4 separate regions of the Mus musculus genome follow, and all the other regions are linked to region 2. Evidence: chromatin contacts called from public Hi-C and promoter capture Hi-C data. All regions are on one chromosome and are shown on one strand. The core of a region is the stretch at or near the end of the contact, and the rest is flanking DNA. Distances in the headings are between cores, read along the strand shown.

Region 1 (6,745 bases), core at 2,286-4,785, 170 kb after region 2:
TTTTCTGTAACAGATATTTACAAACTGGGTATAGTGCTATTCACCTGCACCCTTAGCTATTCTGCAGGGTGAGGTCACTTGAGCACAGGAGTTTAGACCAGGCTGTCCCTGCATCTCTCTAAACAGCTTGAGGACAGATAAGTCTAGTATGTTTGCCTGGGGTCTGACCCCAGCAAAGCATCACAAAGGTGGTGAAAGGTTCAGGATTCCCATGCCTGGCTGATGACAGCTCCAGAATTGGGTGATTCCCAGGGCACAGGTGTAGGGACTGGAAACAGCCTGTCCTACTTGAGCTTTTCCTCTGCTGGCATCTGAGTAGCAGCACCTGATGAAATATTGCAGAGTTCCGTGCACTTCTTGACCAGGGGTGTTCTGAGAGGTTAATTTGATTGATTATAAAGGGAAAGGACAAAGTTGTGACTGGTTTCTGAGACAGGGTTTCATAGAACCATGGATGTCCTCAACCTCCTGATTCTCCTGCTGTTCCCTCCCAAGTGCTAGGATTACAGGGGTGTGCCACCATGTCCAGCTCATGACGGTTACACGCCGGCTGAGTAATTTGTCGTAAAGTTACACAAGCACTGAAAGGTGGTAGGATCTTCTCTCTCTGGGGTCAGGCTGAGTTAACTTGGAAAGTTGGATGGCTTTGTTTCCATGAGAGTGGGTTTGGCTGGGTTTTAGGTGCTAGAGGAGACTTACTGAAAAAAAGAAAAAAAGAAAAAAAAAACCCAAAGCCTCCTACTAAGGTGTTTGTCTTCCATCAGGTGTCTCAGCCTCCTGGCACAACATCCTTTTCATTGCCCGATGACTGGGACAACAGAACCTCATATTTACACTCTCCCTTCTCTACTGGACAGAGTTGTCTCCCCCTCCATGGTTTGTATTTTATTTTGTACTATTCCTAGATGATACAAGGCCATCTGGCCTAGGGTTTTATAATAGATGATCTGGCATCCTAAAGAGCAAGTATGGTTTTACATGTGTGTACCATGAGCATTGTGGAGGCAGAGGCGGGATTTGGGCTACAAAGCAAGGAAGACATATTACTGTACATTTTCTAATGTTGATCATATTTGAAGATCTATAAACACAAAGGATACCTATTCTGATTTATTTTGACTACATTTAAGTTAGTCCTGTGCCATCTAGCACCAAGCACCGTGTATTCAGGGCAGATGCTAAGTCATGGACGACCTTGTTTGCGATTCTGGAGGATATTGAAAGTCATTCATATTTTAAATCTACCTCTTTCCATTCCCTTATGGGTGGCCTTAAATTTAATCTTTAGTCAAAATTATCTCTTTTTTAAACATTTGTTTTTTATTTTAATTTTGTGTGTATGGGTGTTTTGCCTACCTGTATGTCTGTACCATGTGTATGTGGTGTCTGTAGACTGTCAGATCTCCTGGGGGTGGAATTACAGACAGTTGTGAGCCACCATGTTAGTGCTATGAATTGAACCCAGGTCCTCTGGAAGAGCAGCCAGTGCTCTTTAATTTCTAAGCCATCTCTCCGGCCCTGGAAAATGATCTTAAAGTTCTGGTCCATGCTCCTGTTGCCAAGTGCTGAGATGACAGGTGTGAGCTATCACACCTGGCTTTTTCCTCTGTGTGCGTGCGTGTGTGCATGCGTGTGTGTGATGAGGTTAGCTAATGTTGGTCACAAACTCCTATGTAGCTGAACTCCTGATCCTCCTATTTCTAATTCTGAAGTGCTGGGATTATGAGTCTGTACCACCAATCATAATCCTCAATTCTTAGAATTTTGCCTAGTTTCAACTGGAATCTACATCCTCAGCCTTCTTACCTCAGGGTGTTCATGGTCAGTCTCATGGTCTGAGCTCCTTGCTGTCCTCCATGCTCTAGGAGATAGTGAAATGTGTCAGTTGTGATGGAGTGGGTGTTTCCCCTGTAACGCAGTAGGGAATCTGCGTTAGCCCTGCTCTGGTTTAGGGGCATTAAGACCTAACAAACCGACTGCAGTTAAAGGAGGAATGGTGGAAGGCGGAGTGGAGGTGGTTTTCTGTCCCTGACAGGCTTACCAGTGCTTGTATTAAATGTCTCCGTTCCTATTCTGATTGTCTGTGGTCGTTAACAGGTTTGAGTCCAGAAGTGAATGAATTGCTGATGGAAGCCCAGCTGCTCCAGGTATCCCTTCCTGAAATTCAGGAGCTTTATCAGACTCTACTTACTAAGCCAAGCTCTGTTCAGCAAGCTGACCGAAGTTCACCAGTTAGATCCAGCAGTGAGAAGGTGAGTGAGTCGAAGATGTATAGCTTGTGCTTGCCAGTGTCCTTCTCACTAATTATTTTGCAAAGGGGGTGGCTGTGTCTTTGAGCCACGAGAGCACACAAACTGTCTGCCTCACAGCTATGTTCTACAAAAGGACAGACACTGGCACCACTGGTAGCAATTTGGGTGTCACAGCTTAGATTTCAGTCATGGATTTTTACATCTACATTTTTCTTTTTTCTTTTTAAGGAACTCTTCTTATTGCTCCCAAATGGTAATATTGAGAAGTAGACCTATTTTCCTCTATAGAAGCATTGCTATAAAGATGAAAATACAATTATAGCTGAAAGGGCTTTTTGTTAATAAATGTTTTAAGAATGCTAGCGAGCAGACGCTTCTCATCTCTGTAGGTCAGAGATCAGTGTAGCCAGAGCTGCGGCTGTGGAGGCTGAGCTGCTTATCCTAGACCTGACAGACACTGGAATGTCTGCTGGGCCCCTTTCATTCATGTTGCAGGTTTTGTTTTTGTTTCAAGACAGGGTTTCTCTGTGTAGCCCTGGCTGTCCTGGAGCTCACTCTGTAGACCAGGCTCGCCTTGAACTCAGAAATCTGCCTGCCTTTGCCTCCCAAGTGCTGGGATTAAAGGCGTGCGCCACCACTGCTCGGCTCGTGTGTATTTTTGTGTGGTATGTTTATACTTTCACATGTGTATGTACAGGTGTGCGCGCACACACACACACATATGCTTGTGATGCAGTTCCTGGTGTTAATGTGTAGAATTGTGGATTGCTCTCCACCTGATTCATTGAGATTAGATCTCTGAATTGGACTCAGAGATAGCAGATGACTAACTTTTTTCAGGAATCCCTTATCTCTGCCTTGCAAGGCTGAAACCACAGACGAGCCACCACAGCCTCAGAGCATTGACATTGACATTTGGGGTCCTCTTGCTTTTATGGCAGAGGACACATTAACCGCTGAGTCACCTCCCCAGGCCCTGTAGCATCCCCTCTCTCAGCACTGTTAAGAAGCTTCTGCTCGTAGGGCGTGGTGGCGCACGCCTTTAATCCCAGCACTGAGGCAGAGGCAGGCGGATTTCTGAGTTCGAGGCCAGCCTGGTCTACAAAGTGAGTTCCAGGACAGCCAGGGCTATACAGAGAAACCCTGTCTTGAAAAACAAAAAAACAAAACAAAACAAAACAACCAAAGCAGCAGCAGCAGCAGCTTCTGCTCGGTTGTGCTCTGCGCAGAGCCGTCACCAGTGTCCCCAAGAGTGTAATCAGGATGAAACACACCAGGGAAGACTGAGTCACAGGGAACAAGATCTGGGTGAAAGGTACCCTAAAATTGACCACAGCCAACCTAGTCGTCACTCCTGTGAGGTTGCGATAGATAGCCTTCACAAATGCTTACTCACCTAAGGATTTGGTAAAATGGACGGTCTGTGTATGTCTTTTCTCTGCTGTTACTAGCAGGCCGCATTGAAGTTTGGTATCCCCAGCTCGCCAACAGTGCTGAGCGAAGGGAGTTAAGCTGGCTGTGGAGACTGAAGCTGTGGAGATGGTAGCAGCGGTTAGGATGCAGGGTTCTCATTTGCACGTTTTTCTTTAGTTCAGTTTTGGTAATGGGCAAATTTCTTTAGTTCAGTTTTGGTAACGGGCAAACTGAGAGCTAACACTGAATTTGCCATCTCCCACACAGAACGATTGCCTTCGAGGGAAACGAGATGCAATCAACAGTCCTGAGAGGAAACTGAAAAGGCGCCCAGAAAGAGAAGGCCTTCCTAGCGAGCGGTGGGATCGAGTTAAACACATGCGGACCCCCCAAAAGAAGAAAATCAAACTGAGTCACCCCAAGGACATGGACAGTTTCAAGTTAGAAAGAGAGCGTAGCTATGACTTAGTGCGTAATGCTGAAACTCATTCCCTGCCCTCAGACACATCCTACTCCGAACAGGAGGACTCTGAGGATGAAGATGCCATCTGTCCAGCTGTGAGCTGCCTGCAGCCAGAAGGAGATGAGGTCAGTGAGGTTTGGGCCATAGAGGACGCGCTTTCCCCTAACTCAGAAACCCTGTAAGCTAGACCTCGTCTCCTTGGGTCTTTCTCTTCTGCTTGTCTGCTTTGAGCTGATCTGAGTGGATTGCTCAGTTCTCCCCTCCTGATAATCTCTGCTTTTAACATCGTCCTGGGTCTCCTCCTTTTCTTGAAGAAACTCTCGTTCTTCCTTTTATCCTTCTCTCGCTCCTCCAGCTTTCACCGTCCCGGCGCTCAGAAGGTGGGAGGGATGCTGATGGAGTGAGTGCCCTTTTGCTTACTGTCACAGGGCAGCACTGTCTACCCCAAAGCAGGCACAACCTGAAGAGTGACTCTGCCTCCCAGCTACACTCCTGTGGTTAGCTGTTGTGCCAGAGGCCCCAGTGCGGGGACAGTGGCAAACGGCCTGCCCGATTTTGAATGGCATTGTTTCCTCTGAACCCCCCATCTCCCTGCTCTTTGTAACCAGGTGGACTGGGTCCAGTGTGATGGCAGCTGCAATCAGTGGTTTCACCAGGTCTGTGTTGGTGTCTCTCCAGAGATGGCAGAGAAGGAAGACTACATCTGTGTGCGCTGTACTGGGAAGGACGCACCAAGCCGAAAGTAAAAACAAAACACACACTCACTTCATGTAATTCAGGACTCCAATAAAGAAGATTTCCTCAATCTCAGCAAAGCTACAGGACTGGGGTCGAGCCAGCCTGTACACGGTGCTATTTCTATTCCTTATGGGATCATTTTTCCAGAACTCTTTGAAAAAAAGAAAAAACAACTAAAAAAATTTTGACACTTTTTTGTAATTTTTTTCCTTAAAAGCTGTTTGTGGTTGTTGAAGTTTAAAATGCTGACTGTTTTTTGCAGGGGTCTCTACTGATTACGAAGGTATTGGAGTTTGCACCTTTTTGTGTACAGCAAAACATTGTACTTCTGCCTGGGATATGCCGGCTTAAGAGTCCAACTCAGTTTCAGAGCCCAGCAGGGGCACCAGAATTCCAGTAACCCTCACAGAGCAGCCGCGCTCCTTTGTCTGTCACCACATTGGGGGGATTTTAAGTTTTTACTTTGGGGTTTTTGTTCCTTTCTTTCTCCCCTTTTCCTTTCTGGTAGGCTAGGTTTATTTATCTCAGCAATAACTTCTATGTTGGTTTCAGTGGCTGGAATTAAAACAAAACAAACTTCTAAACAGTGTGTTGGTGCTTTAGCATTTGGCTCATGTACAGAAAGCAAATGTCTAGTTTCTGGTGTCACTGCACTAGTGATTTAGGAAGAGACTGCGCTGTAAGTAATCGCCCGCCACGGCTGTATTTTGGCTTTCTCCCTACTCAGTCCCCCACCCCCACCCTTTTTTTTTTTTTTTTTTTTTGGTAGAATGTATCAAATGTTGCAGTTTATATTGTGGAATAATAAATCCTTGGTCCTATTCTAACACTAGACTACAGCTTCTTCTGCCCTTCCACCTCGTGGGCCTGCAGAACCAGAAGGGTTGCTTGCTTCTGCTTCTTCCCAGGCAGGCAGCCGCAGAAGTGTGTTTGCTCTAGGAGACTCTGTAGCCTTATTCTCTGGGTGGGCCTGTGCCTTCATGCCCCACTAATAAAGAATCCCTGTCTTTAAAGACCAGAGCCAGTCCTTTAAGCCATGTTCTTTTTCAGTAAGCCCTCAGAATATTGGAGTGGTCCCCAAATCACTCCAGACTGTAAGACAGCTCTCCTATGGAATGCTTTTATTGTCATTGAATTGACAGGGAAGTTTGGTTGAGATGTGGTCCATCATCTTAGAGGCTCAGATCTGTTGTATCAGTTGAGGGGGACCTTGGGCCTGCCTGGGATTTCTCTGCCATCTATGTAATTTCATCAGTCTCTCTGGTTGTGGACAGCCGATACCAGTTTCCCCTGATCTGCAGAGAGGAAGACTTCCAGTGAGCAGAACAGGCTCTTGCTCACTTTTCTCCTAAGTTGTTGCAAGCTCTTGTTTTCCTCACTGTCTGTAGCCATAAGCCTGATGGTGGGCAGAGTTAGCAGACCTTTAATAAAACATCAAAAAGCAGTTTGTGAAATAGCGAAAATTTAAATGTACTGTCCCCTATGCAATCCAGGTAATTAAATCTGTTTAAGAATAACCCAGTGGTCTGCAGTGTCCTGCAGTGCTGTGATGTCTCTTCTTGTCTGGGGATGAAAGTAAGCTTTGAAGAGGGCATTACTGAGCCTGGGGTGCACCTTAGTGGGAGAGCACAAGCAAGACTCTGCTTCCTATGCGTGGCACTGTCCAAGGAAGTAAATATGTGTCAAAGAAGATGGGATGCTGCTGAAACCCAGTCTGATGGCTGAGAACTTTCACCCATTGAGATGAGCCCTCTGTGTAGGCCTGGCTGTCCTGGAACTCACTCTGCAGACCAGGCTGGCCTCTCACTTAGAGATCCACCTGCCTCTGCCTCCTGAGTGCTGAGATTAAAGCCATGTTCCACCACCACCACCGAGTTCC
Region 2 (6,952 bases), core at 374-2,873:
TAGCAACTTTCTCCAAGTTTTCCTTGATACTTTTCTGTCTGCCTTCCTGTCTGTGCCTCCTCGCTGTCCTATTTTCTCCTTCCTTCCCTCATCTCACCCCTGGAATGCACACAACCTCCTCTTTAGGCCATTTTTCTCTCTTATGGCTCCAAGAATATCCATACGTGTGCAAGTACACTTTAACCTTTCTTGGTTTCAAACCACACTAATTCATATTTACTTGCTTAAAAGATGTACTCATATACATAAAATAAATAAAATCTTAAAAACAAAAACAAAGAAACTCTCAACCCTCTGACCTTCACCTGTCTTGGGCCTTTCACATGCCAGCCACATTTTCAGCTTTAGTTGTTATTGTTTTCTCCCCTTGAATTTGTTCTCTCCTGCTTTAGTCTCCCAAGTGTGGGTATGCACGTGTAATGTCTAGCTCTCACAGAAATTCTTAAAGAATTTGTGTGTTTTTCTGCTCATCAGGAAAGCATTTGCCTAGATGAAAGAAAAAGGGCAAAGATGTTACTAGGGGAAATGCATATATAAAAGCAGAAGTAGCCAGAGAAGACCAGGAGAACCAGTAGATATGTTTTGTAATTTTAAGATTTTATGTGCATAAATGGTTTGCCTACATGTATACATGAGCACCATGTATGTGCCTGGTGCCCAAGATCGTTAGCTTCTGTTCTAGCTACCTTAAGTTCATCTGCTGTAGTAGTTCTGGGTCCAGATTTGGTGGGGAAGCATTCCTGCCCTGAAGTCTGATGACTACACTACAAAACCTAGACAAAATAGATCTACATTGATCATTTTAACAACTATTTCCAGAGTGCCCTCAACATTTTCTATCAATTCTGCACTCTGTCCACCATATTTAAATGTCAGGAACAGTTTGGGATCAAGAAGCTATGACACGAAGAAAACACTATGTAAAACGAAGACGCTGCCCTCTTGACTACACTTTACTATCCCTAAGAACCAAACGCCGTGCAAAGGAAAACTGGATAATCCAATTAGTCATTCATCTATACTGGAACAAGAAACATCTTTCCCTTCTCAGCCAAAGGCAAAAAGTCAAAATCAACGAAAAGCAAACGTCCTAAGAACCGCAGCACTAATGAACGACCATGGTGAGTCAGAGGAGAGGAGATGGCTGTGGCGTCTTCTTTGAGAAGGGTCTTTGCAGTTTCCCCTACTGCGACCCATTTCTGGTGGCTCAGTCAATCCACAAGTTCCTTTTCCTTGGAGTGAAGGAAGCAATCGCCTCATGGTGACAGGCACATTTAGGACCCTGTGGTTATCCGGGATGGGAAAGTCCTCCCTATGGTGAAGCGGAGCCTGATTCTTCAGAAACCGACCTAGAGAACTCTGAAACCCCGTGGGTCTCCCGAGTGTGGCAGGAACGCAGCCTAGCGCCTGCCATACCGCGTGGGGACCGCCAGTCTTGGGTCCTTCTGGCCTCCAGCGCACTGTCACACGCGGCACTCCCCACCCACCCGTCTACCCACTCTCAGGTCTCTTTTTCTGAGCTCTCAGGTAAGCAGGACTTCTTGGCTCGGCCTCCTAAGGTGACGTAACCCAGGAGAGGCCCGCCCCTCCCGTGGCGTGACGTCATCATGCCGCGCGGTCGCCGTACTCCGAGACTGGAGTTTACCACGGAGACTGCTCCGCAGCGGCTGGTCCGGGCGGCAGCGGCGGCGCTCCGGCTGCTCAGCCGCCTGGGAGCCCGGCGCCTAGCACCTCGGCTCGGACGGCCCAGGAGCCCTGGTGAGTGAGCGCGGCCCTGACACACGGCCTTTCCCTCTGCCCTCAGCCGGGGGCGCGGCCTTCCCCCAACCCGGGTACCCCCCCCAGCCCGGGTCGGTAGGAGATGAGCTGGGGCGCTGCAGGCATAGCGCTGCCTTCTCGGCTTCTCCGGAGCAGCTGCCGCCTGCCCCGGGAGAAGGTTTAACCTGGGAGGAAAGAATTCAGCTGAGAAACAGTAAGGGGACGTTTATTTAGTAAAGCTACACACTCCAAAGATTGGAGTGGGCTTCCTCCGAAGGTAGGCAGTAGCGCATTGGGGTTTTAAAGAAGTTTCTTAAGAATATTAGTGAGGTGTAAGGTATATTCATGCATGAAGGTAAGATAATTCCCTTTCCCTCCCAAATTATAGTGGTCTTCACCTCCTCTTGTAAGGCATTTATCCCCAGCAATCTTGAAAAAAAAAAAAAAAAGCAAGGTATGGGGTGGGAGATTTGGAAACTCCAACACATTGTAATGAAGCCAGTGCCTTTTGAGAATGCAGACCCTTTAACGCGGTTTTGGCAATTTGTTAAGTATCGTTTGCCTTGGTGGAACATCCCAAATACAGTTTTACAGATTTTGACCATGGGAACCTTAGTGTAGTCCCTGCTTAACCGGGAGACACAGCTACCAAGATACTGTTGCAGCTTCCATGATTACCGCATATCTAACTCCTTGCCTACCTAGGTCTCCCTAATACTTGATGGTAAGCTTGGTGTTCTTAGGGGAGAACTCCTTTCTCTCTCTCTCTCTCTCTCTCTCTCTCTCTCTCTCTCTCTCTCTCTCTCTCTCTCTCTCATTGCCTTTTTTCTTCCTTCTAGAATGATTTAGAATGGAACCCCTCTATTTACATATTAGCTGTTCTAGAATGTGTAGTTTTTGAATGGTGAATATATGGTCAGGCTTTGTGCTAGGAGGAAAGTTGCAGCCCTGAGGTTACTGTCATTTATGAAACAAATCTTAAAGTTTAATCACAGGCTGGGCCTTGTGCTAGAACACTAGGAAATCTTCATAATCTTCAGCTCCTGAGAATTCAGCAAATCCCCAGTTTCTTGCATCTCATAGTTTGAAACTATGTTAGCTTAAGCAAACCTTTTAAAAACAAAAAGCATTTACTTTAGCAAGTTGTCTCAGTTTTTGGTTAAATACATGTTGCAGAGTTTGGGGGGGGGGGGGAGTGTCCAGAGTCCTTTTGAAGGAGCTACTGAACAAAAGATGACAATGTAGAATCTCAGTTTTAATCTTAGGAAATTAGGATTGTAGACTTTAGATGAATAGTTTCTTTTTTCTTTGGTTCATTTTAGAAAGTTTTGCATCCTCAAAGGACAGTTTTCATAAGCACCTTCATTGCATCCCCTAGAAAGTGTTCTGAGGAGGAAAATCCCAGGGAGAATCTGAGGCAGGTGGATCTCTGTGAGTTCAAGGCCAGCCCAGTCTACAGAGTAAGATTCAGGATAGCTGGGGCTACCCAGAGAAACCTTGTCTCAAAAAAAAAAAACAAAAACAAAAACAAAACAAAACATAGATACCAAAATCTGAGTGTGCTGGTCTTCTTTGTTTACTTTGTTTCTTTGAAACAAAAGTCTCTTTATGGAGCCCTGGCTGGCCTGGAGCTCATTATGTAGACCAGGGTGAGCTCCAACTTGCAGAAATCTACCTTTGTCTCCTGAATGCTTGGCTTGCATATACCACCACACCTGGCTCTGAAGTCATGTAGAGTTAAATGCATAGTATTTGCATATACCACTTACATACCCTATCAAGACAAGTTCTGGATTACTTATCACATCTAAAACAGTACAGTTATTTACTGTATTTGTGTTGGCTAGTTTTATATCTGTGACAAAAGCTATGGTCATCTGAGAGGAGAGAGCCTTGATTAAGATAATGCCTGCAGAAGATTGGGCTGCAAGCAGTTAAGCTGGTAGGGCATTTTTTAAATTAGTGATTGGTCGGGAGGGGCTTCTCTCACTGTGCCATTCATGGACTGCAGGCCTCTGTAAGAAAGTAGACTGAGCTAGCTGATTGGTGGTGATGCACACCTTTAGCCCCAGCTCTTGGAAGGCAAAGGGAATCAGATCTCTGTTCCAAGCCAGCCTGGTCTACAGAGTAAGTTCCAGGACAGCCAGGACTACACAGAGAAACCCTGTCTCAAAAAGAAAAAAACCAAAATCAAAACAAAGAAAAGAAAGTAGAAAGGAAGGAAGGAAGAAAAGAAAGAAAAGGAAATTGAGCAAGAGAGAGAGAGAAGGAAATTGAGCAAGCCATGAGGAGCAAGTCAGTAAGCTACCCTGACCCTGTAGCATCATCCCTACCTTATCTCCTGGAATATTAGTTCCCATCTCTGTTCCAGTCACTAGACTGTGACTCAGGATATGTAAGACAAATAACCCTTTCCTCCCAGGTTGCTTTTTGGTCACGATGTTTTATCACAGCGTAATAACGCTAAGATAGTATTCACTAGGAAAAATGATAAAAATCTGCACATGTTCAAAATCAGTTCTTTAGTTTTTAATATTTTGCTCTTTACTGGGTTGAATCCAAAGATATAGAATGTTAAGTTTGGAGAAAGAAGAGGTAACCTTTACTGGGGTCGGTGTTGGCCAGATTGTGGTGGTGCCAGGGTCAAAAGTGCTCTGTATTTGTGGAAGTTGTGGTTAAGGAACCCTTTTAGTTCCTGAATTTGTAGAACTAATTGTGTGTTTGGTTTCCCACTTCTTCATTATGATCTTTTTCCCTTGTAGCCACATTGTCCAAGGACTCCTTTGTTCTTTCTCCTTAGTGCTTGATGGGCGGCATTATGGCCCCTAAAGACATAATGACAAACACTCACGCTAAGTCCATCCTCAACTCCATGAACTCCCTCAGGAAGAGCAACACCCTCTGTGATGTGACCTTGAGAGTGGAGCAGAAAGACTTCCCTGCGCATCGGATTGTGCTGGCCGCCTGCAGTGATTATTTCTGTGCCATGTTCACTAGTGAGGTAAATGCAAGTCACTGCTACCTAAGTGAAATTCGCATTGTAACCTTGCAGTCCTCTTATTTCAAGGGACAAAATAGCATGTGTTGGTGATTCAGCTATGGCATTTGTCAGCCAATTGGTCACCATGGTTAATCTTGCTGTCACTGTCACGTGTGTCTTCTGAAGGGGCTGCTCAATCAATGGGGATTTTTTTCCAACACACAGTCAAAAGTCAAAAGTATTGGGGGGGGGCGTGTCTTCCCTGTTAGAACTTCCAAACAAATGCTTAGTAAATAAAATAGAAATTTGAAACCAGATATAGTTGCTCACATTTAACAGTCCTGACAGTGGGAAGATCACCATAAATTTGAGGCCAGTCTGGGCTACAGAATAACACCCACCTGAAACCACTCAACAAGGAAGGAAAAAAAAAAAAAGTCTGGTAAACCAGTGAATCTGTATAATGTGGTAGTCAAATAGGTAAGCTCTGAATAAGACATGTGATGGCTTTCTCCTTCAGATCATCAATAATTGCTGGGCGGTGGTGGCGCACGCCTTTAATCCCAGCACTTGGGAGGCAGAGGCAGTCGGATTTCTGAGTTCGAGGCCAGCCTCGTCTACAAAGTGAGTTCCAGGACAGCCAGGGCTACACAGAGAAACCCTGTCTCGAAAACAGAAACAAAAACAAAAAAGAATTTTGGGGACTGGAGAAATGGCTCAGAGGTTAAGAGCACTGACTGCTCTTTCAAAGGTCCTGAGTTCAATTCCCAGCAACCACATGATGGCTCACAACCATCTGTAATGGGATCTGATGCCCTCTTCTGGTGTGTCTGAAGCAACAGGGTACTTATATACATAAAATAAATAAATATATCTTTAAAAAAATCATCAATAATTATAGAAAATGAGTATGCTACTGATACAGATTTCAGGGTGACTTCCAATGAGGGGAGAGGGGATTTAATGAATGGCTGTGTGGTGTTAACTTAGCCTGGTGAGATAGCACGTGGCTGTAATGCCAGCAGTGGGGAAGTGGAGTTCAAGGCTGGCCTCCTGGTGAGACCCTGTCTCACCCAAACAAGGGTAGGGGATGTAGCTCAGTTGGTCTGATGATTACCTAATATACACAAAGCCACGAGATTAAGACCATCCTTGCCTACATACAGAGTTTTAGGCTATTTGGAACTATATGAGATGTTTTCTCCAAAACCAAAATTACTTTGAGAGAGAGAGACAGACAGACAGACAGCAAGCTGGTTCAATAAGTAAAGATACTTTCCATCCAACCTCATGGACCAGATTCCAGTCCCTGAGACCCACGTGGGGTGTGTATGTGTATGTTTGTGTGTGTGTGTGTGTGTGTGTGTGTGTGTGTACACAAATGTACTTGAGTGTATGTATGTGTTTGTCTGTCTTTTTTTCTTTTTTTTTTTTCTTCTCAAGACAGAGTTTGTTTATGTAGTCTTAGCTGTCCTGAAACTTGCCCTATAGAGCAGACCAGCTTTGAACCCACAGGTCCACCTGCCTCTGCCTCCCAGGTGCTAGGATTAAAGGGATACACCACTATCTTCTGGCTTAAAAGTTTCTAAAAAGTAAATAATATAAGAATATTTAAACTAGTCTTTATAAGTGTTTTAAGTTGAGGTATATGAATAATTATCACATGTTTAAACTTAGACATATATCTGAATTATTTCATTATGCAGGCTTTTTGTTTATGTGTGCCTCCATGAATTTTATGGGCATCATGTACAAGTGGGTACCCTTGGAGTCTAAAGGGCATCAGATGCCCCAGAGCTAGAGTTCCAATGGTTGTGAGCCACCTGACATGGGTGCTGCAAGTGCTTTAACAGTCTCTCCAAGCCTCTGGTATGGGTGTGTGTACATCTGGTTTTGCTTGTTTGTTTGTTTGTTTTGGTTTTTCAAGACAGGGTTTCTCTGTGTAGCCCTGGCTGTCCTGGAACTCACTCTGTAGACCAGGCCTGCCACTGCCTCCCAAGTGCTGGCATTAAAGGCATGCACCACCACTGCCTGGCATGTGCGTCTGTTTTTGAGGAAGAATCTTAATGCCTAAATTGGCCCTGAATACTCCATCTTTCTGCCTCAGCCTCATCAAGTATGGAGATTATGGGTGTGTGTCATCCTGCCTTGTTATGATAAGACTCTATAAAAAGTATCTCTAACCACCAGTATTTTCTTTAGTTAATACCCATC
Region 3 (6,993 bases), core at 438-2,937, 220 kb before region 2:
CACTGAGGTCATGGGCACTGTCAGGATGGTAATTCTCTGACACCCAGCCCCTCCTGTTTCTCTCACTGCAGCTCTGCTGAACATCCCCATACAGAGCCCAGGAAGGCACTTTGGGCTGGGATCCAAATGCCCGGAGAATACCTGGCTGACTAGGAGGCTTATGTGTGCTGACTTTCATCTTCTCTTGCTCATCCCCAAGCCCCACACAGGGTTGCACAGAGTACCTTGGGCTGCTATGAACTCACCGGAGAGGGATCTTGACTCGGAGGTACCGATCCACAGCAATAGCAAGCAGAGCCAGGATGGAGCTCTGGGTGAGGATGAGGACAGGACAGGCCACCATGAGGCAGGTGTGGAAGTAGGTCTGTGGCCCAATGTTGATAAGGATGGCCAGTGGGATGACCAGGGCGCCAACAGCCACATCAGCTACCGCCAGGGATACGATGAAGCAGAAGGTAGCATCGCGAAGTGCCTGGTTCACCTTCACAGCCCAAATCACCAGTACATTTCCGGGCACAGAGACCAAGGCAATGAGCACCTCGATGCCAATGTAGGCAGCCTGGAAGGCCGAGATGTACGGCGGCATGGTGGGCAGGAGCTGGGCACATCAGCAGACAGGCGCCCTGGGGCGCGAGGCCAGCACCTGTGGTCAGGAAGCCTGCGGTGGGGATGCCAGCCTGGGAAGGAGGGGGACATAGGCAGCCCTGCGAAGATGTGCCCCAGTAAAGTGATGCAGTGCCTGCCCAAGCTGGCCAGACACTCAGGCTCACTATCTGCTTAACCTCTGTCCCCTCCCCTTGTCCTTAGAGGTTCCATTCAGCAACTTAAAATAGCAGCACTCACTCCACCACTGGTTTTTGTATCAGGTGTGAGGTGGCTCCCTGTACACTTACTCCACAAGGATCCCCTGTGAATCCACAGTGCCCACAGGTGTCCGCCGACCCGGAGGCAAGGAGCTCACCATCCTGCCTGCCAACCGGTAGGGGGTCCCAAAGGCGTTGCCCTAAGTTCCCCGGGCGGCTTTCCGGAGCCGCGCCGGGCAGGGTTGGGTTCTGGGCACCGCGCGCGCATCGGCTCATCGTTCTCCAGGCTCCCGCCGCTGCGCTCCCAGCCCGGCCTTTCAAGCAATCACATGGTGTGGCAGAGGCTCAGCCCCGGACGCCTTTAAAGAGGTAGTGCCCCTGTTTCGTACCTGGGACTGGATGGCAGGCGTGATTCTGAGGGACTAAGCCCAGGACCTGGCGGGTCCACCGGCTCCCATTCCCCGCGTGCGCGCACGCCTACCCTGTGCCCACCCACCTGGGACGCCGCTGGTGCCCGATTCTTAACAGAAGCCTGGTCCAGCTCCAGCTCTGCCCAGAATCCTTACCCATCGACTGCCCCAAGGGGGACACCCCAGTCATTTCATCCACCCCTTTCCTGCACACTCATGATGCACGAACTGAGCCACAGACTTACCCAAGGTCACACCAAAGCTGGCAGAGCGCCTGGCCACCTGAACTGTCTAGCCAAGTATCCCCAGACCTCAAAACCTTGGGCAGTCGCTCCCTCAGAGGATGCCAGGGGAACCCAGGGCTAGCCAGTTATGTCCAAGGGGTGGTAGCCAGCCGAGACTCCACTCTGGCGCCGGCGCCTTCGTCGCCCCCGGCGCGGGAGCTGAGTGACAATCGGGCTCCGCACACCGGGAGGGGGAGGGGGCGGGGGCGGGGGCGGCGGCGGCACCCGCGGGCCCCTCCCTCGTCGCCCTCCGTCTCCTCCCCTACCCCCTCCTCTAAACAAAGGAAGTGATTCAGTGTGAGAAAAGCTGGGAAAACGTGAGCGTCTCGAATGGTGTGATGTATGGATCCGGCCTCGGGACAGGGACAGTACCGAGGTGCCGATTCCCGTGTTCCCTCTTTCCCTTACTCCCTCCCTCCCTTCTCAATGCAGCAGGCGGACAGCCCAAGCCCTAATCACCTGCGGGACTCAAGAGGGCCCCTCTCTGGTCTCCCACCGCCACCAACCATTGGCATCTGGGCGCCTCCCCTAATCTTAAAACCTACTCTCTTCAGGAAAGCAGTCCCAGCACTGTCAGGAGCGCACAGGCTTCCCGCACACACGTTACTTTGCAGGCAGTCTCCTGAGTCATAGCCCTTTCTCATCCATCGCTCAGAGTGCTTTTCAGGCTCTTCGTAATTTCCATTTTGCAGATGAGGATGCTGAGGCTCAGAGAAATGACCCCCACTGTCAGTGTTACACTACTATGCTCCTTCCCCTCCCCCTCCTCCTCCTTCTCCTTCTCCTTTCTGCCCCAGCACCTAAGACTACACAGTATCTAGTCCAATCCCTTGTGCTCCAGAAAAAGATTCAGGCTGGGAAATGAAAGGAACTTGCCAAAGACTAACACACTGAAGCACCAGCACAGTGCCCTTCCCACAGTGCCCTCCCCACCTCGCCCTCCCCCACAGTGTCCCTGGCCCTCACTTCATCACTGGCTCACGCACAGCCCCAAGCCTTCCCTCTCAGTGCCTTATAGAGAGATCCCACCCTGAGAAATCCTGTTTGTTGGTCAAGGGTCTGCACTGTACAGTAGCTGGGTGAGTCAGGCTAGGGGAAACCCTACAACCTGCTGCCCCCTTGCTGGATCCCAGCTGAGGAGAAGGGCTCTGCCCACAGGAGGGAGAGCAACTTCTGCTGGGGTGTGCTGCAGGAGCACAGGAAGGAGCAGTTTCCTCTGGAACCTGGGTGGCTGGGAGGAAGGGTGGGAGCTATTCGGTTTTCTCCAGAGAAAGAAGCCCAATGAGGGGAGGACACTTCCAGGAGACCCAGGGCTTCACTTCCACTTCCACCCTCAGACAACAGGGGACTGTGAGTTTGATGACAAAAGATCAGCTCATCCATGACAGGCATCCTTCCTGCCTACCTCCCATTCCTCCCTACTCCTAAGAGCAAGCTGCCATCCTGCCCCTGCCCATACCATGCGACATGAGGCTGAGATCTGCATGGCATCTGTGCCTCTTGGCTCTTTCTTTCCTTGACTCAGGGCCTTTAAGGCATAAAGCCTTTCACATAATTAATTTTAATTTTTTAAGACAAAGACTTGCTATGTAGCTCAGGTTGGCCTCGAACTCAGTCATTTTAGCTGTCTCATTCCAATACTGGAATGATAGACACAATCCAGCACGGTGTTAGGCAAAGTGAGTTTTTCGTTGGTTGGTTGGTTGGTTGGTTGGCTTGGTGCTGAGGAATGGAACTCAGGACTCTTGTGTGCTAGCCTTGCATTCTGCAGCTGAATTATATCTGTGATCCTCTTTTAAGTCTTGATTTGCTTCTTGTCAGCCCTATGGCAAGTTCACCATGGGGCCAGCCAGTGGCCTCAGGGAGAGGAGGACACTGTGGGAGGACCAAGGCTGAGCAGGAAGACCCAAGGGACTGGATGGACCCTGTGCCAAACGTGATTGCTGTTTTTCACACATGCCCCGACCCCTGACTAGATGAACCTCCTACCATGGCCATTTGACTCCCTACACACAGCACACGCACACGAATTTCGCTGCCTCCAGCAGAGTCCTAGTCTGATGGCAGCTCCATCAGGAATGATACCTAGAAGGTATGGGATCCGCACAGGCTGGTTGAAGGAGAGTTTGATACAGAGTGCTTATAAAAGGACAAGCAAGAGGCCAACAAGGTAGAGGTTGGGTGAATGAGTTTATTGCTGAGCCGGACAACCTGAGATCAATCCTCAAGTTCCACAATATGGAAGAGGAGAACTGTCTGTCAAGGGCTGTCTGTCTCCTGACCTCCATATGTGCACTGTGGCACTCCCACACACATAGACACATGCACTAAATAAATAAAATGTAATAGACTTAAAAAAAAAAAAAAAAGCAGGCAGTGCCAGGCCAATGGGGAGAAGGGGAGGAAAGGAGAGTCCAAAGTTCAAAATGCTGAAATCTGCCCCGTGCTGATAGTGGAGCTATGTTGGGACCAAATCCCACAGGTACCAGGCTTGAGCGCTCTTAAAGGTACCCAAAAGAAAAGCTTTTTACTAAGCATGTGACTCTGAGGCAAAATGATGTCACAGGAAATGAAAAGACCCCAAGGCCTGCTCTCTGCACAATTTCCTCTCAGCCTTGTCTTTTGCCTTCCAAGACCCCTGTCTCTGATTTCTCTGCTGGTACCCTTAGTTCTCCACAGTGGGCCTGAGGAATGTGGAAGAGAGGACAGAGGTGGAAACACACTGGGGTAGCCCTGTTCAGCAGTCCTGAGCCTTCACCTTTCCAGAGGCCTCCACATTGTCCCCAAACTCCCCAGGAGCCTGCCCACCCCTTTGAGCCCCAATGAGGAGAGAATGGCTGGGTGTCAAGGTTTGGGTCCATTCCTAGAGAACAGAAGAGGTCTTAAGATTCTCCTCTGAAGCTAGGCATGACAGTACATGCCTGTTTTCTCAGCTCTAAGAAGGCATAGGCAGGAGGTTCAGGAGTTCAAGACCAGCCTGGGTTATACCTTGAGTTTCCGGCCAGCCTGAGCTACATAATGAGACCCTGCCTCAACCAAACTAAAAACCTCGTCTGAGCCTGGGGGTTTAGTCCAATAGATAGTAAAGTGCTGGCTTAGAATGCAGGCAGTCCTCCGTTCCATTCCTTGTGCCAGAAAGGAAGGGAGGGAGGGAGGGAGGGAGGGAGGGAGGGAGGGAGGGAGGGAGGGGGAGAGAGAGAGAGAGAGAGAGAGAGAGAGAGAGAGAGAGAGAGAGAGAAAGAGAGAAAGAGAGAAAGAAAGAAAGAAAGAAAGAAAGAAAGAAAGAAAGAAAGAAAGAAAGAAAGAAAGAAAGAAAGAAAGAAAGAAAGAAAACAAGCCCTTTTTCTTCCAGCAGGCAGTTTATTCTGGTTCCTATGTCATGGTTATTCTGGGCACTGCAAGCACAAGGAGACCTGAATAAGAACCGGAAGTCAGGACAGAAAGGCTGCAGGTTAGCAGGGGAATGTACCACCCCCTCCAGTTCTGTCCATCCCAGCGTGACTTCCTGGAAGCTCCGTTCTTTTCCTATCCCACACTGCTCTGCCTTTGAAGACCAGAAATGTAGGTCTCTTCCTTTTTCTCTCCCCTTTCCAGCTCCTTCTCCCAGGTCTGAAAGTCTGCAAAGGGGACACCCCAAGTCTATGGGAGCCTGTGTCTGTGTGGGATGGGAACATGGGCACAGGATATGTGGGCCATTTAGTTCTGCTCACTCTGGATGGCACCAACTGTTTCTAAATCCTGGAGGAAGGAACTGAGGTTTCTTTTTAACCACATTGTCATCTTCCATTCACCTCATTCTACTCAGCGACAATTAAGAAGCAAGCCCCTTCTGGGTATCCGAGGGCAAGCCGAGATAAGAAGGCAGGGAGCCCCAGGAAAAGCTCACAGTCACAGACATGAGCACAAATGACCCCATATGCAGTGCTCTCTGGGAGGACGAGGATGTGCTGCTGACCTCTGACCTCCGTGTTTCCCACATCCAGCTGAGCTTCAGCAAGGCTGGAACAGCCAAGGCTGTGGAGGGAAAGGAGGCCACACCCTCTTGTGTGGGGATCTAGAAACACTAAGGACACCTAAGGACTTGGCAGAAGAGCCTCAGGTTGAGGGAGGGGGATCCGGGTTTGTGGGGGCAGTGTATGTCTTGGAGAGCCATTTCTGCTTTAAGCAGAATTCTCTGCTTTACATATGGGTTGGTTGGTTGTGTGTATGACTTTGTTTGAACATAGATTGTATTGGCCATGTGAAAAAAAATGGATATCTGAGCTTTAACCTAATGTTTCCATGGATAAACCAGGGACATGAAACCCAGAAAGGGAGTAAACTTACCCAGTCTTCCCTGTTAGGGCTGGGAACTGAGGCCTGGGCAGGAGCTGGGAGGTGATGTGAGCTCCGGACTCTATCTCCCAGGCTCTGGGCTCTATCTGCCAAGGTCCCAGGGGTCAAAGAGAGTCTTTGGCTTCCAACTCTCTCTGTCTCACAGGGAAGGGAGATAGGATGCTAACACATCCGTGGGAGCCAGGGACCCACGCTGATAGCACAATAAAGGCACTGCAGTTTGGCACTCAAGAAGATTTCCCTGCAGACAGCATCCCTGGAATGCTCACCACATACCTGGGAGGTGGCAAAGCCGGAGCTTTAGGCCCTCGTCACAGACAGTGCAAGACTGAGAAAGGCTGAAGTGGAGTCTTGTGCTTGGCTCAGAGTGGAAGCTGGGCCACACCGAGGCGTCCTGGGCTCAGGAGGAGCTGAGGTCTCCTTGAAGGAGAACTTCTCAGCAGACCACCTATCCGTTCACTTACTCCGCCGTATTTCCCGAAGCCCACTATGAAAATGGTGTGTGTGGTACTATACCTGCTCAGAATCTGCAAGAGCTCGAAGGTCGTATGTTCTAGGTGCCACAGGCTAAGCAAGGAGCTTGCTGAGGAGACACTGGCTGCAAAGTTTCCAAAGGAAGCTGAGCCAGTGTTTGAGGTTGGCCAGGATGCTCTGTGTTTGTGGAGAAGGACAGGCAGCCTGCGAAAGACCGTTGGGGGTGGGGGTGTACAAAGTGTTTGCTGCATCTTGGGCAAGATGAGGGGCTCTATAGGGCCCCAACCTTGCATCTGGACAGAACAGTGACAGTAAGCAAGCCTCCAGGGCGGGTCACTGATAGTACCAGAGGTATCAGCTCCATCTTTAGCATGGGGAAGGCAACATTTGCACATGTTTCCTGAGCCTAATCCTCTTATCCAGGAGACAAAACTAGGAGCTCCATCTCTCTCGTTATCTGAGAATGCATCTCAGGGTGTAGAACTACCCGTCATGGCCTTCTTTGTTAGTACTTGAAAACTCTTGAGGGTTTTGACCAGGGACTGAAGGATCTGGGAGATGCTACTTTATCTTTTGTGGTGCTGGGTACTGAACGGGGGCCTGGAAATGCTAGGCGAACACTGGGTTACCGAGCTTCAACCTAACCCAAGACAACGGAACTTCGAAAGACAACCCCAAAGGAGAGGA
Region 4 (6,529 bases), core at 1,049-3,548, 150 kb after region 2:
CCTTCTGACCTCCTTATACTTGTCCACATGAACCACCCCCAAGTAAATACAGTAAAAAAAAAAAGGTACAAAACCATGTTTCTGAACTGTTAGTATGATATAGCTAAAACTTTATCTTTTTTTTTTTTTTTTTTTTTTTTCTGACTCATTTTAGGAATACCTGGATAGTGGCTGGAATTTGAACAACATGCCAGTGATGGAGCAGTCTGTCCTTGCTCATATTACTGCTGATATATGTGGCATGAAACTCCCCTGGTTGTATGTGGGCATGTGCTTTTCTTCATTCTGTTGGCACATTGAAGACCACTGGAGCTATTCAATCAACTACCTACACTGGTGAGAATTCTTTATGGAGTCTGTGAGGACTATCTAAGCTGGGCAGGAAAGAAAACTTTTTCTTTCAGAAATGTGTTCATGACTGAGAATTTCAAGTTCCATTTGTTTTAGCTTCTGTTACCTTAGGTTTCCTATCTGATTAGGTCACTTGACTTCTACATAGTCCTCTGAAATCATACACTATTTTGCAAGTATAGGATGTTTCTAGGAATAGTATTTATGAACAAGTTACACACACACACACACACACACACACACACACACACACACACACACACACCGCTGTCTACCAGAATTCTCATTTGATGTCATGGTAACCTCTATATCCCTTTGGGGAGGAGCATGGACTTGGGACTATCAGTTTCCTTTTGTTGTGCTGATTTTTTGACATCATAACACTTAGAATACCTCTCAAATCTGTGCAGACATTTATTACTTTATTATCTAAACTTTTCACCTAAAGCCTTTTTTTCCCTACAGCTGTAATACCCTCACCTTATTTCTTCTACTTTCACATGCAAAAGTATTTTAAAATTCCTAACTCACTTGAATCCTACAGAAAATGTACCACAAGAACGAGAGCTGGCACTTGGATGGTCAACATGATTGTGCTTCCCCTGGCATTACCCAGCTGTAACAGGAAGATGATGTTTTATATACCTCACAGAGATGGCACTGATTAATTGGTTAACAATTTAAAGTGTTTTGAAGAATAAGGGTTGTTTAGAAATAATTGCCTTATTCGTATTTGATGTAAGCTTTTTTTTTCACCAGAATGGGCAAGGAAAAAGAAGATGGAAGTTGCAGGCCTTCTTGGTTGCTGTAGGGAGGGAGCTGTAGTAACTGTGCTGAGTCAAATGTGATTCCTTATCTTTTTAGAAACTCTAAATTCTCCCATGTTTGTAGAGTAGGATCTGGGAGGACCTCAATCCCATCTTCGCAGTGGTGGGAAATGCACTGAGTGTTCCACTCCTGCTTGTCCTGATACTTGTTTGATTTGAACGTTTGTTTGTAGGTCAGAAGAATATGATCTAGTTAACTGTTGCTGTGTGTTATGCTACAAATTAATGGATTCTGATCTTTTTCTAGGGGTGAGCCAAAAACCTGGTATGGAGTTCCAGGCTACGCTGCTGAGCAGCTAGAAAACGTGATGAAGAAGCTCGCTCCTGAGCTCTTTGTGTCCCAGCCGGACCTGCTCCACCAGCTGGTGACCATCATGAACCCCAACACTCTGATGACTCATGAAGTGCCTGTATGTCGTGCTGACCTTCTTGCCGCCCCACCCACCGTGCACAGCTTCCCTAGCACCCCTGCTTTTCTTCTTAAAGTTATTTGGTGTTTTCCCCCCCATAATATAACTTGATAACAGAAGCAGCTGCTGGGTGCTTTATAGCAGTCTCCCAGTGGGCCAGATGCGTAGAAACTCTAAACTCCTACATTACTAATGACTTGCTCGGCAGATGAGTAACACTCACTTTAGTCTACCGGTCAGTGAGTGGGAGACTGTATAGCCATGGCCACTAATGGTTTCTGTTCTGTAAGGGTTTTTTTTTTTTTTTTTTGGTTTAAGATTTATTTACTTGTTTTATGTAAGTACACTGTCACTGTCTTCATCTTCACACACCAGAACAGGGCATCAGATTTCATCAATGATGGTTCTCTCCAGCCCCTGTAAGTTTTGTTTATAAGTTTAGTAAACAAAAGATAAAAAGTGACCTGTCAAATGGAAATGAGAATTTACTATGAGAATGGCTAGCTAGTTACAGTTAGAGCTAAGCTCAGGTTTTAAAATCTTTAATATTACAAATTTATAAAGCTTATGAATATAAAAATATAAATTTATAAAGTGCTCTTGACTGAGCCATTTTTCCAGTTCTTGGTGTCAGTCTTCTATGCCTTTTTCCGCTCTAAAAGAGGAAGTTTAGTAGGGATGTTTGTGAGTGCTTATCTAATAAGAACAGGCCCTGGATTTCATTTCCAATACAGCATAAAGAAGTGACAGTGAGGGTTGGAGAGATGGCTCAGTGGTTAAGAGCGCTGACTGCTCTTCTGAAGGTCTTGAGTTCAAATTCCAGCAACCACATGATGGCTCACAAACATCCATAATGAGATCTGATGCCCTCTTCTGGGATGTCTGAAGACAGCTATAGTGTAATAATAAATCCATCAAAAAAAAAAAAGAAGTGACAGTGAATTGTGGGATCTCGTGATTAACCAAAATGGAATGCTCCCCATGACTCATTCTGACGGTGGTGCTGGGAATTGAACCGAGAGCCTTAGAATTGAGATACTAGGTTTACATTTTGTCCTGGTGCTGCTTCGTTGCCAGAGCTGTTTTACATTGCTTACTGAGTCCTCCACCCCCTCAACCCCCCTTCCTCACTCACCTACGGTGTTGTGTGTGTGTGTCTGCATTTGGCTGTTGTTCCTCGGGGATCATCCATCTTGATATTTCAGACAGAATCTCTGAGGACTTTATGGAGGGCCATTAAGAGTGTATTTGTGGACCATAAAGTAATGACAAAAGAACAAAACATTCACTATGTCTTCATTGTTAACATTTCTCTTTGATTTTTCAAGTTTGTCAATATTGGAATAAAATGTAGGGGCTAGATTTAGGGCTTTGGGAAATCAATGGATTGATTTTTCATTCCTGGTCTGGAACTTGCTATGAAGTCTAGATTGTCCTCCAACTCAAGAGATCCTCTTGTCTCTGCTTCACTTACGGCTGAACCTTGGGAGATTCCTGATTGTATCTGTAAAAAAAGATGTTTCTTGCCTCTTAGATGGTTTCTTATTTTTGTGGTAAGAGCACTGACTTCAGTTCAGAGGCTATTTAGTTCTGTTAGTGTGGTATACCACTCCATCTTGTGGCAGAAACCAGATGATTCTAACAGTAATTTTTTCCCCCTCAGTTTTGATATAAGGTGTGTGTGTGTGTGTGTGTGTGTGTGTGTGTGTAGTCCTGTCCTATTTGTCTAGAGAAATCATCTGATAGTTTATGTCTAAATTGCCTTTGAGAATGTTACTGTAAAACCTTAATTGCTCATTCCTGTCTCTGTAGGTTTATCGAACGAATCAGTGTGCTGGGGAGTTTGTAATTACGTTTCCAAGAGCCTACCACAGTGGCTTCAACCAAGGTTTTAATTTTGCCGAGGCTGTTAACTTCTGCACTGTTGATTGGGTATGTGTTATGTATTTGAGCTTTCTCAAATCTTACCATTTTTTTGTGGAAATAGCATAAAATGCTTTAAAAACTGTCACATATCCTTGCTACTCATCTGGATTCCATGCAAAATCTTTTCCATTTTACAGTGAGATAAGACACTGGATAACACAGTGTGTGACAACTCAGACATGCACTGTGTGCATGCCTATGTGCATGCACATGCCTTTGGCCAGAGAATTATAGATAGCTGTGAGTAGCCTGACATAGGTACTGAGAAGTATGCTTTGAATCTCTCTAAAAATCAGCACTTGCTCTTAAGTGCTGAGCCACCTCTCTCAAGATACTTCTTTTAAATTGTACAAATTGTTAATGAAATTTTAGGGGATAGAGCAGTGCTTTGCCTTTTTTTTTTTTTCCCCCAGTGTTGCCATGGCTAGTCCTGAGTTCTTTATTGTAAACCACCCTGCTTCAGCAGGTTTTGGGAAACCTAATTTGTAGCAAGAGTCTTCCTGAAGTGTCTTTTAAAATGGCTAAAGATTTTTTTAAAAAAATATTTATTTATTATATGTAAGTACTCTGTAGCTGTCTTCAGACACACCAGAAGAAGGTGTCAATCCCTTTACAGATTGGTTGCTGGGATTTGAACTCAGGACCTTCAGCAAAGAATAGTCAAGTGTCCTTAACCGTTAAGCCATCTTTCCAGCCCAAGGCTGAAGCTTATTAAAGCTTGCAAACTAGTAACAAATATTCCAGCCTTAAAACTTGGTAGGGTTTCAGGTTAGCACTGTTGTTTGAGGAATAGTACTAACATTACCAGTTAAACTCCACATTACTCGGTAACTCATTATCAATATATCTTTTTCCTAAACCAGTTTTCAAATAAGTTACCTAATGTGATAGACCTTTAGAGCACAACAATAGACCCAGGGCTCTGGGAATCTGAGTCTAATTTAGGGTTGATAAGTGATAGGTGTTTTGACCTATATTGTATTATTTGGTAATATGATATTGTAAGTCAGAAGTCTTTAGAAATTAAAAAAGACTATGTCATTTTCTTGTGCCCTGTGTACAGCTGCCATTGGGCCGCCAGTGTGTGGAGCATTATCGCTTGCTGCACCGTTATTGTGTCTTTTCCCACGATGAAATGATATGCAAAATGGCTTCTAAGGCTGATGTATTAGACGTTGTGGTAGCGTCAACTGTTCAGAAGGACATGGCCATCATGATCGAGGACGAGAAAGCTTTAAGGGAAACTGTTCGGAAATTGGTAAGATTTCTGGAAGTCCAATTCCATGTCATTAACTGTGATTTTCTAAGTCAAGTTGTGTTTTCTACTACTGTTTTAAGAAGCTTTTCCACGTTGTATTTAATGGCTACAGAGCTGCCGGGAGCCCTCCTCCGGCCTGGAGAGGGTAGTGGTATAGTCACAGAGTAGGACTCTGGTGATGGCTTTAAAGTCTGAGGGCCCCGGGCTTTCAAGCTCTTTAACTGTACTGAAAAGCTAAAAACTTTCTTGCTCTTTCTCAGGGTAAAAAGACTGCTGGCTAAGGTGATTAACACTTACAGCCTAACAAAGGATTAAGCAGTGTGGCCTTTGTTCTAGCTCAGCAAGAACTGCTGGGCTCTAACTGCTGGGCCTGCTAGTAGGAAGTTGCTGGAAGAAATTGGGACACTTAGAGAGGTGGTTATAGAGTTTATACTAAGTTGTAAAAAGTTTCCTATGAAAACTAAGGGGAAAGCCAAAAAGATCCTAAGCGGGGACTAAGTGTGGAAAGGCAAAAAATTCTCTCTCTCCTTGTCCTCAGCACTTATACATCTTTCAGAATACATGATCACATGGTACAAAGTTCATCACAAGTTCACACAAAAAGATCAAATCATAAATTGAAATAGAAGTTTACAGCAGAGAATGTTTACATTCATATCCATTAGGAGTAATTATCTGGCTAAACATTTATCACCTGTCTCAGATCTACAGGTTCACTGAAGGTTTAAAACCATAACTAATTTATTAGTGAAGTTTTGTATAAATAAACCCAGTCAATATTTTATCTTTTGTCGTAGCATCTATAATAAATAGCTATTTCCCTTTTTATGACCTTTGGTTAATTGTTTTACAACCTCTTGGAATGTGCTCTGAGTAGGAGAAAGTCTGGTTACTAAGAGCAATTAACTGGTGACACTTGGGAGACTGGCAGAGTTCTCATTGCAGTTTTGACTCTCAGAAGAGGAACTAATAGCCGTCCCTCTATAGAAGAGCTTTAATCACAGACATAATGTTAGGAATTCTTAAGGATCATCATTAAGACTTAAGTCATCTATTTGTCTATATAGCATTAGTACAAAACAGTAAATTTTTGTGGATCTGCAGAGATCTGCTCCAAAGGGGTGTGCTACTACTTAGTGATTGTTATATATGTTTAATAATAACAGGAAAAGCATATTAATTGCAGGAATCTTTCCTAAAATGAATCCCTTACAGCCTTGCTTAATAAGGGTGCGCCTATCACAGATCATATAATATCCAAAGCAGGCCATTTCAGGATATTCACCTGCTAGTTATTAGCTTGTCCCATTATGACTCTTGACAAAAAGCAATTCTAATTGACGTGTAGTAATACTTTATTTTATTTATATTGACCTTATTTTATCCCTTGTATCAGTTTCTGTAAAATATCTCTTCACATGGTTTGTCTGTTTTAATTATAAAATTATATTATTTCACTAGTGCTGCTTTCCGTCTGTCCCCTCCCTCTTTCCATCCCTCCCTTCCTCTCCTCTAATAGTGTTTCATGTATCCTCCTGCTTCTACTTTCTAAGTACTAGATTACAAGCTTGCCTCTTTTAAGTTTTGTTTATTATGTGTCCTACTTAAGACATTGTGCATAATAAAGAAGCAGAGTCACAAGGATTTTCTCCAGTATCTCACACTTTTATAATATGAATGGCCTCGGGATCATTTTAAGTAACTTTTATTTGTATTAGACACAAGTCTAAAGTGTTGTTTTTGTTTATTTTTGCATA

The links. Promoter capture Hi-C pulls out the DNA fragments that hold promoters and counts their contacts. Hi-C and Micro-C count contacts between places; a contact is called where the count stands out from the background.
Region 1: a Hi-C map of the G1E-ER4 cell line shows a contact between it and region 2, with 1.9 times the contacts expected there. The contact joins the enhancer-like site here to the promoter of Klhl12 in region 2. A contact is called at or near these places in 10 of 39 promoter capture datasets (the 3T3-L1 cell line, HPC-7-derived erythroid cells, embryonic stem cells and 5 more), 3 of 484 Hi-C or Micro-C datasets (the G1E-ER4 cell line and embryonic stem cells), 1 of 115 datasets of contacts at active chromatin or transcription factors (embryonic stem cells) and 4 of 9 other capture datasets (adipose tissue, embryonic stem cells, liver and 1 more).
Region 3: a promoter capture Hi-C map of embryonic stem cells shows a contact between it and region 2. The contact joins the promoter of Adora1 here to the promoter of Klhl12 in region 2. A contact is called at or near these places in 2 of 39 promoter capture datasets (the C10 cell line and embryonic stem cells).
Region 4: a promoter capture Hi-C map of the HPC-7 cell line shows a contact between it and region 2, with 5 times the contacts expected there. The contact joins the enhancer-like site here to the promoter of Klhl12 in region 2. A contact is called at or near these places in 17 of 39 promoter capture datasets (the 3T3-L1 cell line, 3T3-L1-derived adipocytes, the C10 cell line and 13 more), 1 of 15 datasets of contacts at CTCF or cohesin (pro-B cells), 34 of 484 Hi-C or Micro-C datasets (B cells, CD4 T cells, the G1E-ER4 cell line and 27 more), 8 of 115 datasets of contacts at active chromatin or transcription factors (bone marrow-derived dendritic cells, bone marrow-derived macrophages, cardiomyocytes and 4 more) and 5 of 9 other capture datasets (adipose tissue, embryonic stem cells, liver and 2 more).

The regions. Positions count from the first base shown.
Region 1 is chr1:134,626,501-134,633,245 of GRCm38.p6, forward strand. Kdm5b (lysine (K)-specific demethylase 5B) reads left to right here. Exons shown (of 27, transcript NM_152895.2): 24 at 765-876; 25 at 2,098-2,252; 26 at 3,933-4,253; 27 at 4,737-6,378. The coding sequence ends at 4,874. Among named protein-coding and RNA genes, the nearest start is that of Kdm5b, 70 kb to the left of the region's middle. Within about 2 kb of position 3,536, at least 6 of the 459 cell types and tissues checked have an H3K27ac peak or open chromatin away from gene starts, as enhancers often do. A contact at or near this core is called in the G1E-ER4 cell line, where this site is marked.
Region 2 is chr1:134,453,908-134,460,859 of GRCm38.p6, forward strand. Klhl12 (kelch-like 12) reads left to right here and starts at 1,624. Exons shown (of 12, transcript NM_001311136.1): 1 at 1,624-1,758; 2 at 4,559-4,759. The coding sequence starts at 4,565.
Region 3 is chr1:134,233,770-134,240,762 of GRCm38.p6, forward strand. It overlaps Adora1 (adenosine A1 receptor), which reads right to left and starts at 1,688. Exons shown (of 2, transcript NM_001008533.3): 1 at 246-1,688. The coding sequence starts at 586.
Region 4 is chr1:134,604,288-134,610,816 of GRCm38.p6, forward strand. Kdm5b (lysine (K)-specific demethylase 5B) reads left to right here. Exons shown (of 27, transcript NM_152895.2): 11 at 155-336; 12 at 1,426-1,588; 13 at 3,401-3,520; 14 at 4,578-4,772. Among named protein-coding and RNA genes, the nearest start is that of Kdm5b, 47 kb to the left of the region's middle. Within about 2 kb of position 2,299, at least 5 of the 459 cell types and tissues checked have an H3K27ac peak or open chromatin away from gene starts, as enhancers often do. A contact at or near this core is called in the G1E-ER4 cell line, the HPC-7 cell line and pre-megakaryocyte-erythroid progenitors, where this site is marked.